Linked DNA regions of Macaca mulatta: region 1 is linked to region 2. The links are chromatin contacts, called in public Hi-C maps. All regions are on one chromosome and are shown on one strand. Each heading gives the region's core, a stretch centred on a gene start, on an enhancer-like site or on the middle of the called end of the contact. The rest is flanking DNA. Distances are from core to core; before and after follow the strand shown. Region 1 holds the start of TXNL4A (thioredoxin like 4A). Region 2 holds the start of RBFA (ribosome binding factor A).

The links. Hi-C and Micro-C count contacts between places; a contact is called where the count stands out from the background.
Region 1: a contact with region 2 is called in a Hi-C map of blood, with 4 times the contacts expected there. The contact joins the promoter of TXNL4A here to the promoter of RBFA in region 2. A contact is called at or near these places in 3 of 14 Hi-C or Micro-C datasets (blood, fetal cortex germinal zone and fetal cortical plate).

What each region holds. Positions count from the first base shown.
Region 1 is chr18:1,021,901-1,028,671 of T2T-MMU8v2.0, reverse strand. TXNL4A (thioredoxin like 4A) reads right to left here and starts at 3,378. Exons shown (of 3, transcript NM_001260866.1): 1 at 3,172-3,378. The coding sequence starts at 3,324. It overlaps LOC106994592 (a long non-coding RNA gene), which reads right to left. Exons shown (of 4, transcript XR_013408188.1): 4 at 5,569-6,740.
Region 2 is chr18:985,954-992,440 of T2T-MMU8v2.0, reverse strand. RBFA (ribosome binding factor A) reads left to right here and starts at 2,713. Exons shown (of 6, transcript XM_028837907.2): 1 at 2,713-2,905; 2 at 4,890-4,932; 3 at 5,560-5,736. The coding sequence starts at 2,748. LOC106994592 (a long non-coding RNA gene) reads right to left here and starts at 2,216. Exons shown (of 4, transcript XR_013408188.1): 1 at 1,798-2,216; 2 at 1,158-1,267.

The DNA.
Region 1 (6,771 bases), core at 2,129-4,628, 36 kb before region 2:
AAACTCTATCTGCGTGGGCTTTTTAACACAAAACTTAAATATCCCATTCAGTCTTCTCACCCATCATGGGATTTAGGTGACAGTGAACCCCAAAGCACTGCTGTGACAGTGTCCCTACAAAATGGAAAGACAGCTCAAAGGTACACGAAATTGTCTGGCTTCAAAACTGCATAATATCAGCTGCTAAATAGAAAACTCTTTTTTTTTTTTGAGACAAGGTCTCGCTCTGTCACCCAGGCTGGCATGCAGTGGCGCAATCATAGCTTGTCACAGCCTCGAACTCCTGGACTCATACCCTTCCGTCTTGCCCTACCGAGTAGCTGAGACCACAGGCGCAGGCCACCACGCCCAGCTAATGTTTGCACTTTTTGTACAGACAAGGTTTCACCATGTTGCCCAGGCTGTTCTCAAACTCCTGGGCTCAAGGGAACCACCCACCTCGGCCTCCCAAAGTGCTGGGACCACAGGCGTGCGACACAGTGCCCAGCTGAAAACTTTATTATTATCACTTTATCAAATGAATTGCCCCACACTTATTAGCAAACTGTAGGCACCTGTGAAATATTTAAGTGTAGCTCTGTTTCCAGACTAACTTTCTTCCTGAAGTTCACAGCTCAGCTCTAACCCAGCATGAGGCCAGTGGGCCTTGTGGAAGCAGCAGATCAATACAACACATCCAGGAAAAAATCGTATCAAGTCCAGCCGAACATCTGCAACTGTTACTCACTTTAAAACAGCTGGGACATCGACAGGACTCTTAACAAGATAAGGAAGATTCTCCATTATCTGCCATTTCTGCACAGGGAAATTTTTAAATAGTTATATTGTTCTTTATACTAAAATCTTACATTTCAAAAATTTCTGTTGAGTTTCCCCAAAAGAGCTTCCAGAATTAGAAAGTCATATTTTGCCCATATACTAAGAAGAAAATAAAACACGAATAGTCTTTTAATGCATTTCAGGTTTGCACTTATTTTTGGAGACAGGGTCTCACTCCTGTTGCCCAGGCTGGAGTTCAGTGGTATAATCATGGCTCACTGCAGCCTTGACTTCCCGGGCTCAGGTGATTCTCCCACCTCAGCCTCCCAAGTAGCTGGGACTACAGGCATGTGCCACCACGTCTGGCATTTGTACTTTTAGTAGAGAACGGGTTTCACCATATTGTCCAGGCTGGTCTCGAATTCCTGGGCTCAAGTGATCTGCCTACACTAGCCTCCCAACCAAAGTGCTGGGATTACAGATATGAACCACCGTGCCTGGCCTAGGTTTGCGCTTTTAATAATTATACTATAATATTTGCATTAAAAGTTTATTAATAAAGCAATCCAAATTTTTGGACAGAAACAAAAATCAAACTATTTTAAAAGACCAAAAAAAAAAAAAAAATACCCCAAAGTGAGCCCATTTCAACTGTCCTTAAGTGTGTGTCCACTAGTGATACAGTGATTCATTCTGTAATAACAAAGAAATCGGACATAAAGGAATTGGAAAAAAAGAGCAAATCTGGCAAAGACCCTAACACTTACATTAACACATAAAATCTGTTTCCTAGCTAAGAGCATCTTGCTGAGCTCTGCCTGGATGTGATGAGACAAAGGCCCTCACATCGCCAGCCATCCTAGCCTCGAGCTGCCGGCAGCAGGATCTGAACACCAGCTGATGTTTATGCCACCACCTGCAAGGTAGAACAGTGAAAGATTCTAGAACTCGTAACTCAAAGTCAGTGATTTACAAGCAGTGATTTACTTATTGGGAAACTGCTCTTCGTCAATTCTTCGCTGGATTTCCAGTATCTGCCCTTGTCCACTACAAGTCAAGCAATGAAAAGCTGATGTGCTGGCACTGCCTCACTCATCATCTCTAATCCCTGGCTGGCAGAAGCCCCAGTGTGAGAGAACTGCTGCTCTCCTGATTCCCTAGGCAGCTCCTCAAGTCCTCAGTGTCCTGCTGTCCAAGAGGAAGAGGCTGGGAGATGGCTGGTAATAAAGCACTCCGCCTCTGTCCCTGACCCCCATGGAAGGGTTTCTGAGTGTGTGGTTCAAGGTCAGGTCACATCAGAATTCCCTGAGGGGCTTCTTTAAAAAGCCATTGCTGGACTTCACCCCACACCCATAGACTCAGAATCACAGATGCATTTTAGTAAGCACTCCAAGAGATTCTTGTAATAACTAAAATATAACAACAGTTCCTAACATCACACCTCTCCTACTAAATAAGAAATAGCAAGAATTAATAAATGGCAGGCCAGACAGTCTTTCCTTTCCTCAATATAAAATGTCTTTATATCTGTTACTCTTTACTCAAAGGAGTTATTTTAACCCAGCCTACTTTAGCATCTGTGAAAGAAAAGATAGCTTCAATGTTACTTTTACTCTTCATCAAAATGAATAACCGCTCAAATTACTTACGGAAAATTAATATGGCAAATATTTTATTAACACCCTAGTATTTGTGCCCTTTGCCCTATTGCTACAGCTGCAAAACCTAAATAAACGCCATCCTAAAATTGCTGTGAGGAACCACAGAAAAAGAATGAAACCTGGTTATAGTGTCCCACAACTTTTATTGTCAGCAAGTAAGTGCCAAGGCCACTCAATGTACTAATATTAGAAATTCAGAAAACTAGTTCCAACAAAGCATAGTTCTATTTTCTCCCGATGTTTTCTGCATCTTAATCACTCTAAGCTATAAATCACATGACTTACAAAAAGCGCGGTGGAAGAAAACACCAACAGAAAAACAGGATTTCTTATGCTATTAACATGAAAGTTCTGCTTTACACATACAACAAACAAACAGGGCACCAGAAAAGGGCATCCTTTTAAATTAAGGATCTGCGCTCTCAAAACCTGCAAGTGTTACTTTGTTCACTGCACTGTAAGATTGGGAAAAACGCCTTACCAACAGAAATAATGAATTCCTTCGAGGGGAGGGGGATCATAAACCCTTTAAAACGTGAACAACTACAGGAGCTCCCTGCAGAAAAAGGCGCGAAACGCCGGCACAGTCCCCGAGAGCGCTCGCCCGCAGCGCGGGAAGGAATCGCCCGGACAACCGCGCCGCGGCCCCTCCTCGGGGAACGGCTCGCGCCCCCAGGCGAGGCCGGCGGGGCAGAGGCGCGGGGCCGCTGCGGAAGCACAGCCAGCAGGGCGGGAGGGCCCGGCGCGCTACCTTCTCGGCGATGCTGTATAGGACCTCGTCCATCTTCATGCAGGTGGGGTCCCAGTCGTGGCCGAAGCGGATGACGACCACGCGGTCCTCCTCGGAGAGAATGGCCTGGTCCACCTGCCAGCCGTTGTGCAGGTGCGGGAGCATGTACGACATGGCGACCCGCGCGCTCGCCGCCGCCCGAGGCCGGGCGCCAGGGAGGGCCCAGCGAGGTGGTGGGCTCAGCCGGCCCCTCACTCCGCGGCCCCCGCCGCCCCCGGGCCCACAGCCGAAACCCGGTCCCACCCACACCCGCAAGCTCCGCTGGCACTGCCGCCGGGCGGAACCTCTGGGCGCGCACGCACCGACGCCGTGCGTGCTGACGTCATGCGCACGGGCTGGCGCCGTGCGTGCTGACGTCACGCGCGTACAGACGCCGCGCTAGCTTGTCGTTGGCCGGCGGGAGCGGCGGCGACCTGGCCACGGTGGAGCGCGGTTGGTGCCCTCCTAGCCGGCGTCGGAGTGGGGGTTCCTCCCCAGCGTCCAGGCGGCCTGGTGGTCCTGAGAAGCCCCGGGCTCGCCGTGCCCTGCCCCGACGCACCCGCCCCGAGGCCGCCCGCCGCCGCCCGGGCTGTCCTCCAGCCACGGATGGGGACGTCTTCAGAAAGGCCCGGCATGCCCGGCACTGCGGCTCGTTTTTTTCCTTTCTGGTGTCTGTTTCGGGTCATCGTTTGTGCTGTGTGTTAGCGAGACGGTTCGTGTGTGTCATTTGTGAAACTTGACCATAAAAATGTGTCGTTGTTGCCATACCCAGCCACGGCAGAGCCGAGCAGCGGGGTGGGGGGAAGCACTGGGCAGGCCGTCCTTGAGGAATGTCACCGTCAGGCCGGCTGCTGAGCTGCCTGTTGTAACCCGAAACCAGAGTTTTTGTCTTTTTATAAAGAAAAAAAATTTTTTTTGAGACGTTGTCTCGTTCTGTCGCGCAGGCTGGAGTGCAGTGGCGTGATCTCGGCCCACTGCAGCCCCCGCCTCCCGGGTTCAAGCGCTTCTCCTGCCTCAGCCTCCCCGTAAGCTGGGACTACAGGCGCCAGCCCGGCTAGTTTTTTTGTACTTAGTAGAGACGGGGTTTAACCATGTTGGCCAGGCTGGTTTCGAACCCCTGACCTCAAGTGATCCGCCCGCTTCGGCCTCCCAAAGCGCTGAAATTACTGGAGGAAGCCACCGCGCCCGACCTGAAGCCAGTTTTATTGCATAGCTTCAGCATAACTTGCACCTCCAGGACTGATCTGGCTCCCCCGGCTTCGCTCCCCAGACCCTTACTGGTGCCTATGAACTTTCTCCAAGAGAAATAATATTTCTCTTTTTAAAATAAAACCTCTAATCTCTGTTCTTCTGAGAGAGCACTTTGGGTTCATGTTAGAGACTCCCCCTGGTTTGCAAACTGACATTGACAGTAAAACTCTTGTCTACTATCCAGCCATCCTGGTGGTCCTTTGGATGACAAATTGACAACAAATCATGCCCGGGCGCGGTGGCTCAGGCCTGTAATCCCGGCACTTTGGGAAGCCGAGGCCGGTGGATCGCCTGTGGTCGGGAGTTTAAGACCAGTCTGACCAACATGGTGAAACCCCGTCTCTACTAAAAATACAAAAAAATTACCCGGGCGTGGTGCCGCGCGCCTATAATCCCAGCTACTCGGGAGGCTGAGGCAGGAGAATCGCTTGAACCCGGGGGATGGAGGTTGCAGTGAGCTGAGATCGCAGCACTTCACTCTAGCCTGGGTGACAGTGAGACTCCATCTCAAAAACAATGACAACAAAAAATCACTATGCAGATGCTGTGGTGTCTCTCAGATGGGCTGTGGCATAGTGAGAACTGCAGTCTGAGGAGCCTGCTGGCCTGGGGATTGAAATGGGTTCCGTGTTTGGTTTCCTCTGGGACACAGCACCATAAGGTGCTTTGATAATATGCACCCACAATTTAAATAGAATCACAAGTGCAGCTCACTGCCAGGTTAAACTTTTTACATAATACAGAATAGTTCCCAATTATATACGAAATGCTTTCTTGTAATGAAACAAGAATTTCAGGTTGGTAGGATATTAGAGATCATCTAAATCTCTTTCATTTTATAATTAAGTAAAGCAGAGAGGCACAGAATATAAGCATAGTGGTTAACAGTGAGGGTTTTAGTTACATAACGGTGTGTTCAGGTTCATCTGTGCCTTGCATAAGTTACCTCAATAAACTTCAGTTTCCTCATCCGTGAGATGGGATGAAAAAACAAAATATCCTGTACTTCATTGGCACAAGGTACACGCCAGAGAAATCTGAGCCCTTATTAAGGTCAGGCTATTGACTTCTAAAAAATTCCTTACCGTCATTTTGGAAGTCACTCATGTCAGATATAAACACAGTTGCTTAACACATCACAAGCATTTTATTCACAGGAAAGTTGTTCCAAGCTAAGGCATAAGATGCAGATGTTCCCAAATAATTTATTGAAACTCATTTTTTATTGTTATTTATAACAAGATTTATCACCTTAATTTTTAAGGACATTAAGTATATTCATACTATGCAACCATCATCACTCTCCATCTCCAGATAAATCTTTTCTTCAATAAAAGTTTTTGTTGAGATCTAATCCATGTACTATAAAATTCACCAATTTAAGGTGAGGTGGTTTTTCAGTGTTGTGGAACCAATACCACAATCTAATTTTAGGAGAATGTTATCATCCCGAAAAGAAACCCTATACCCATAAACAGTCATTTCCCACTTCCATTCCCTCAGCCCCTCGCAGCCACCAATCTGTTTTCTGCCTCTATAGATTTATCTGTTCTAGACGTTTCATATGGATGGAAACACAAAACATGGAGTCATTTGTGACTGCTTTCATGTAACAATGTTCTCAAGGTCCACATTATAGCAGACAACAGCAGCTAGTTCTTTTTTATTGCTGATGAATATTTCATTAAATAAAACAAAAACTATTCCATTATATGGATATACTACATTTTATCCATCAGTTGACATTTGGGTTGTTTGCATTTTTTGACTATTATGAGTGATGCTGCTATGAACATTCATGTACAAGGTTTTGTGTGGACTTCAGTTTTCATGTGGTAACTGTTTAACATTTTTAAATATTGCCAAATTGTTTTCCAAAGTGGCTACACCATTTTACATTCTCACCAGCAATGTATGAGGGTTTCAATTTTTCCACATTCTTGCCCTTGTTATTTATGTACCTTGTGAACCCGAAAATCTGAGACAGGTCTCAATTTAGAAAGTTTATTTTTCCAAGGTTGAGGATGCACCAGTGACACTGCCCCCAGGAGGTCCTGATAACATGCACCCAAGGTGGTCGGGGCACAGCTTCGTTTTATACATTTCAGGGAGACATGAGACATCAATCAATATATGTAAGAAGAACATTGGTTCAGTCTGGAAAGGCGGGACAACTTGAAGCAAGAGCAGGAAGACTCAAAGGGAAGGGGGCCTCCAGGTCACACATAGGTGAGAGATGAGCAGTTGCATTCTTGTGAGTTTCTGATCAGCCTTTCCAAAGGAGGCAGTCAGCTGTGCATCTGTCTCAGTGAGCAGAAAGATGACTTTGAT
Region 2 (6,487 bases), core at 1,464-3,963:
GTATTCCAACAGTATGATCATTTAACTTCAAGCTTTGTACCACAGATCGCTATTGAAGATGTTATATGGGATACAGAAGCCTTAACAAATTGCACCCAAAAGGCCCTAAACGATGGGGTCATGCTTATGAGGAAAGCTGTGCTGCAAAATCATATGGCTTTAGATATGTTTAACAGCAGCACAAGGGGGCACATGCACCATCATAACAACGGAATGTTGTGTGTATATTCCAGATATCGAAGAACATAACCCGGCTTATGACTGATGTGAAAACCCAGATAATCAACCTGTCAGATCCAAAACCCTCACTGATTGGTTGAGTAGTTGGTTTGGATTCTGGGGAACTTGGTACTTATAAGAATAATTTCTGATCTGTCCTGTTTTTGCTTATAATGTTGTTACGGTATATGTTTGCAAATAAGCCCACGTGTAGCTGAAAGGGCTAGGATAATGATTGCCCAGAGAATTGCTGTAGTTGAGGAGGTAGTAATATAGCCTGACCCAGCTTCCAGTTTTGCCCTCCTTTTGTTGCTATAGGTCTGGCCTAGGTCCCTATACATTTTTCTTTTTTTCCTCTTTCTTTTTTCCTTTTCTCTCTGTTTTTTATCTTCGTGGGATGTGACCTCCTAGGAATGAGCATTCCTAGTGATGTAGGACCTGAACTTCTAGGAATAAACCATCCTAGCAACGACAAACCAGCAGGTGGGAAAAAAGGAGGAAGCAACAACCTGAGGCCAGAAACCCAATTCGTTTTTAAAATGCTTTTCTCCAAAAGATTTTAAAGAAAAAAAGGGGGGAAATGTGAAAGGAAATTAAATTTTGGGACCCCAAACTCATTTAGCCAAAGGGAAAAGTCAAGCTGGGAACTGGGTCACGCAAACCTACCTGCCTCCTCCTTTTGGTTCCTAAATAAGATGGCTACAAGATGAAAGGCTACACGCCTCCCCCATATTTTGCCCACAAGGAGATTCCTGGTGAGCTGTTCAAATTTCACCATGGTGGCCGGGCGCTGTGGCTCACGCCTGTAATCCCAGCACTTTGGCAGGCCGGGGCGGGTGGATCACTTGAGATCAGGAGTTTGAGACCAGCTTGGCCAACATGGGGAAACCCCGTCTCTACTAAAAACACAAATATTAGCAGGGTGTGGTGGCACTCACCTGGAATCCCAGCTACTCAGGAGGCTGAGGCAGGAGAACTGTTTGAACCCGGAAGGTGGAGGTTGCAGTGAGCGGACATCACGCCCTCCAGCCTGGGCGACAGAGGGAGACTCCATTTCAAAAAAATAAAAACAAAAATAAAACGTAACCATGGCAATGCAAATTGATAGCTTATTTTTACAGGTGCAGTCACCCTAGCCCATCTGATTGTTCCCCTACCCCACTTTGTCTGCGTTATCTTACGTAAAATGCAGATTCCCCACATTTCTCCTCTGCCCCCTTTTGTTTGTGAAAAATCTATGCTTCTCAATACTCCGCCCTTTCCCCTTTAAATCTGAAGCCCTCAAAATCTTATCTTTGGAGAAAGGCATAGACGTGTCTCCTGGGTGCATCCTTAACTTTGGCAAATAAATCTCCTAAAATGATTAGAGGCTTGTCTTGTCGTTTTCTTCCATTGACAATATATACACACATACATACAATAGATACACACATACACGTACATACATACACACATACGCACACATACACATGCACACCTCCACACGCGCCCACACATACACGCAGACGTGTCTCACACCACAGCAGACGCCTCGGGACGTCACGGCCCACACATCCCCAACGCTGCGGTCGCGCTCACTTCTCTGTCCACACCCGCGGGGAGCAGCTTCCCCGCTAGGCCACGCTGACTCCGGGGAAGCGGGCGGGGCGAAACCACTTCTGGGGAGGACGCCCAATCTGGGGTTTTTCTCTGGGTGCCCGGGGAGGAGGCGGCGCAGGAGCAAAGACCTGGAGGGCCCAGGGGCGGAAACATGGACGCCTCGCAGCCTCCCGCCGACAGCGGCCCTGCCCAGGTCTCCAGGCTTCGATGCCTTCGTTGCTTTGTGCAGAGAACCCGACTACGTCAGTTCCCAGCATTTAAACAAAACGCGTTCCCTAGCTCCGCAGTGCCAGGAAACCCAGCGGTTCCCGCGCTTCCCCACGGCGCACACCCTCCGCGCCGCCCTTGAGGCCTCCCCACGCCCCGCTCCCGCCGGCCCCGCCTCGCGCCCCGCCCCCTTTGCCGCCCGCCCCCTGTCTCCCGTCTAGCACTTGTCGCCCCGCCCCACGCCGTCCCCCGCCCGCACACTGCCCACCTGGGGTTGTCTTCACGCCCCCCGACACGCCGCCCGCCTCGCTCCGGTGGTCGCCCACCTCACGCAGTCCTTCTCGCTTCAGTCTTCGCCCCGCCCATTCACCGCCCGCCTCGCGTCCGTCTTCGCCCCGCCCACCTGCCGCCCGCCTCCGGCCTTCGCCCCGCCCACCTACCGCCAGCCTCCGGCCTTCGCCCCTCCGCCGCCGTAGCCCCGCCCGCCATGTACCCAGGCTTCACCCCGCCCCGGGCTGTGGCCCCGCCCACACGCCGTCTACTTCGCGTCTGTCCTCGCCCTGCCCTGCGCCATCGCCCCGCCCACACGCCGCCTGCCCGGCGTATGTCGTCCTTGCGCTCCGCGCCGTCGCCCCGCCCACACGCCGCCAGCCTCGCGTCTGTCGTCGCTCCGCGCCTGCGCCCGTTGTCTCCCTGGTTGCGCCGGGTCTTCGCGCCGCGCCATGTGGGCTGTGGCGGGCGGGCTGTGGGGCTCCCGCGCGGGTCTCCGGGGCCTGCTCCGTAGCCGGGATGCTGCACTCCTTCCGGGCTGCGCGCGGGGAGTGCACGGCTCTGCTGTCTTCTGCAAGAACTGGCTCAAGAAATTTGCCTCGAAAACCAAGTAATGCGGCGGGGTTTGGTGTCCTCGGGCGCGGTGTTCCCTGGGGGGCGGTGTCCCCGGGTTGCGGTGTCCGCCCACCCGCGTTCTTGCGCCCACGCGGCTTGGGTCGCCAGTTCCTGACTCCTGGGGTCTGCAGCAGTTCAGCTCTCACTGTCAACATTCGCAGTTTTTCTGTTCGTGGACGTGTGTCGGGTTAAAAAAACAAAGTGACAATGTGTGTTTATTTTTATTCTTGTCACCGGACGTATTTTTCAGGAGATTAGTTTCAGGAAATGAGGAAAAATGAAAAAATATAAGAATTTCGTTGCTAATGTTGACTTTCTGTGTGGAGTTAATTTGAAGACTAAAGCTTGTCATGGTAATTAGTATGTTTAAATGATGAAAGATAAGTACAATAAAATATAATGGCTTTTCACGCTGCTTTTAGTTCTTCTAAGTATGGTAGATGGGTGTATGTTTTCTACTTTAATACACTACTTTTAAGACAGTTTTAGACCCTGCAGAAAATTGCAAAAATAGTACCGAGATCATGTGTCCTGGCACCCAGCTCCCCCTGTATTAACGTCGGACTTTAGCTTCTCCAGCCGATATTGATAGATTGTTGCTAACTGAAGCCTGTACTTTATTCACTTTTCCTTGGTTCTGCGTGCCGTCCCTTGCTGTCCCAGGTCCCCACCCAAGGTCCACGTTACATTGAATTGTCTTGTTTCCTTAGGCTGGAGTAGTGTCCCAGACTGTCCCTGTTTTTGATGGCTGTGCCAGTTTGGAGGGGTACTGGTCAGGTGCTTTGCAGGATGCCCCTCTGTTGGAATGTGCCTGTTTTTTTTAATGCTTAGATGTGGATTATGGATTTTGGGGAGGAAGACTGGAGGTAAAGGCCATTCTCATCGCACCGTATCCAGGGTCCACGTTGGCCGTGATCCCCTGCGTGAGGTGCTTGCCAGGTTTCTCTACCTTAAAGTTACTCTTTTTGCCCCCTTACTGTACTCTAGGAGAACGTCGCTGTGTGCAGCCCATGCCTAAGGAGTGGGGAATTTTGTCCTAAGTGATTTGCATTCTGCAGAGAGGATGTGTCTCTTCACCCCATTTATTAATTAATTCATATCACCAAGAACTCGTGGGTTATAATCCTGTGTTACTTAGTTTTGTTCAAATGTTTCCAGCTCTGGCCCTTAGCAGCTCTCTAAGCTCCTATGTGCTGTTACCATACCCTTGTCATTATGGCATTTTGCTGGGTTTTTGTGTGTGTTAAACACTTACCTGCTTTCTGGCACTACAAGATGCTCCAGGCTCATCTTGTGTGTTTCCTACCGCAGCCCTAAAATCAGCCATTTCTCCAAGGAGCCCTCGTTCCTTTTATTGGAGAGAGAGATTAGAAACCATGGGTGCTGGGTGTGTTCATTGCTTCTGGGGTGTCTGTCTTTAGGCCATCTCGTCTGATGAAAGGATATATGTGTTCCTGTTCACCCTCGTGTAAATATGCACCTATAAACATTTTTATGTATAACCATCTGTCTCCAACTCCAGAACCTACTGTGTGGATCATTCTAGCCTCCCCTCCTTGCTTATCTGTAAGTCCCACTCCAGTAGTGAGCGTGACTGCCACCTTTCATTTGCTTAATTGTTCAGTCTCAGTCTATGCCTGTGACAGCATCCGAATCCTTTACCTGAACTTCCATGGGAAACGTCTTGATCAATTAGAGTACAGTGTTTCTGTGCAGTTTGGTGGGTGTCTTTCCCTCAAACCTTGGGACTAGAAGTAGAATTTAGGTGAGAATATGAGGTTGAATTAAAACCATCTTCAGCCTCTTCCCCACAACCCATGTTGTTGTCAATTAAATACTGAAATTTTTTAAGATGGACAGTAACATAACGTCTAAGTTTAGCCCCTTACAAACAGTTATGGTATCATAACCTCTTAAATTAGCTTATGTAACTTTTTGACTTTGCCATCACTAACATAATGCTTATTTTCTCCCCAAAGAAAAAAGTTTTGGTATGAAGGTCCTTCCTTGGGCTCTCACTTGGTGAGTATAAACCATGAGCCACTTTATAATCTTGATGGGAGTGAAGGTTTAAAAGTTGGCAAAATTCTCACCTGGAGGTCTTTCCGTTTCTGTATTGGAGGGGACAGTGTCTGTGTGGATGCGACTGCATGCCATTGGCAACATGGAGTTTTTACCTTTTCCAAAAAAAAAAAAAAGTACCGACATTAATGTTCTCCAGAAAGTCGTATCTTTTATCAAATTATAATATGGTAGTATCCATTTAGTTTTTAGTGTGTGTACCATAGAAGTTTATGCAATATATGGCTCCCATTCTGAAAAATAAATACATCACTTATACTAAAAATTACTGAATTATTCCCTTTGGCAGGGTGAACTTTATGGTATGTGAATTATATCTCAACAAAAACTTTTTTTGAGAAAATATTTACTTGCAGTACTTTTAATCTTGGAGGGTTACCAGGTAAAAATCTAAAAGGATCCCGGTTTATCCAACTTTATCTTAATGAAAGCTGAGGCAGCTAAGAGTGATAGCCGCTCATCCAGCTGAGAGGCTGCCCGTCCAGCCCTCCCCAGCCCCTGTCGTGTGAGTTGGTGAGTTTGGAGTTGTAACGCTGACCTTGGGGTGTGCTCTTGTTCTTGATGGAGACTTACAAACCATCCAAGTTGGAATTCCTCATGAAGACCACCTCAAAGAAAACCAGGAAGGAAGACCATGTGCGCGTGAGGGCCCTGAACGGTCTCCTCTATAAGGCACTGACAGACCTGCTGTGCACCCCGGAAGTGAGTCAGGAGCTGTATGACCTTAACGTGGAGCTTTCCAAGGTAGGCTACGTGGCTAAAGAGAAGAAATGGGTTGAGACAGCAGGCCTGGCACTCACTTTACCTGGCCCAGTCTTGCCTGACAATTGAAAAAAGACGCTTTAGGCTGGGCGCGGTGGCGCACGCCTGTAATCCCAGCACTTTGGGAGGCCTAGACGGGTGGATCATGAGGTCAGGAGATTAAGACCATCCTGGCTAATACAGTAAAACCCCGTCTCTACTAAGAATACAAAAAATTAGCCCGGCGTGGTGGCGGCACCTGTAGTCCCAGTTACTCGGGAGGCTGAGGCTTGAACCCGGGAGGCGGAGGTTGCTGTGAGCCGAGACCGCGCCACTGCACTCCAGCCTGGGCGACAGAGCGAGACTCCATCTCAAAAAAAAAAAAAAAGCCACTGAGCACTTACAAAGTCTTAGTTCTGGGTTGCAGAGGTGATACTCAGTCTGGTCATTGGAGCCCTGAAGACAGATGGTGGGTGTCTGCTGTGCAGAGGCAGATGTCTCACTGGAAGGCGGGAGTCCTGTGACCATCAGCACCTGGCATGTTGTCAGATAGTAGTAGGTCTAAGCCTGCCTTGGGAAGAGGATGCGTCTGCCTGTACCTCAGTACAGAGGTACAGGCGATGACTTCCTCTGGCCCACTCTGAGTTGTGAGGAGAAAAGGCAGCATCAAGCATTTTTGATTAGCGTCCCAGGGCAAGTGGCTGTGAGGCAAGTGTGGGGTCAGGATTCCGGTTTGGTTCTGCAAACCAGGTGG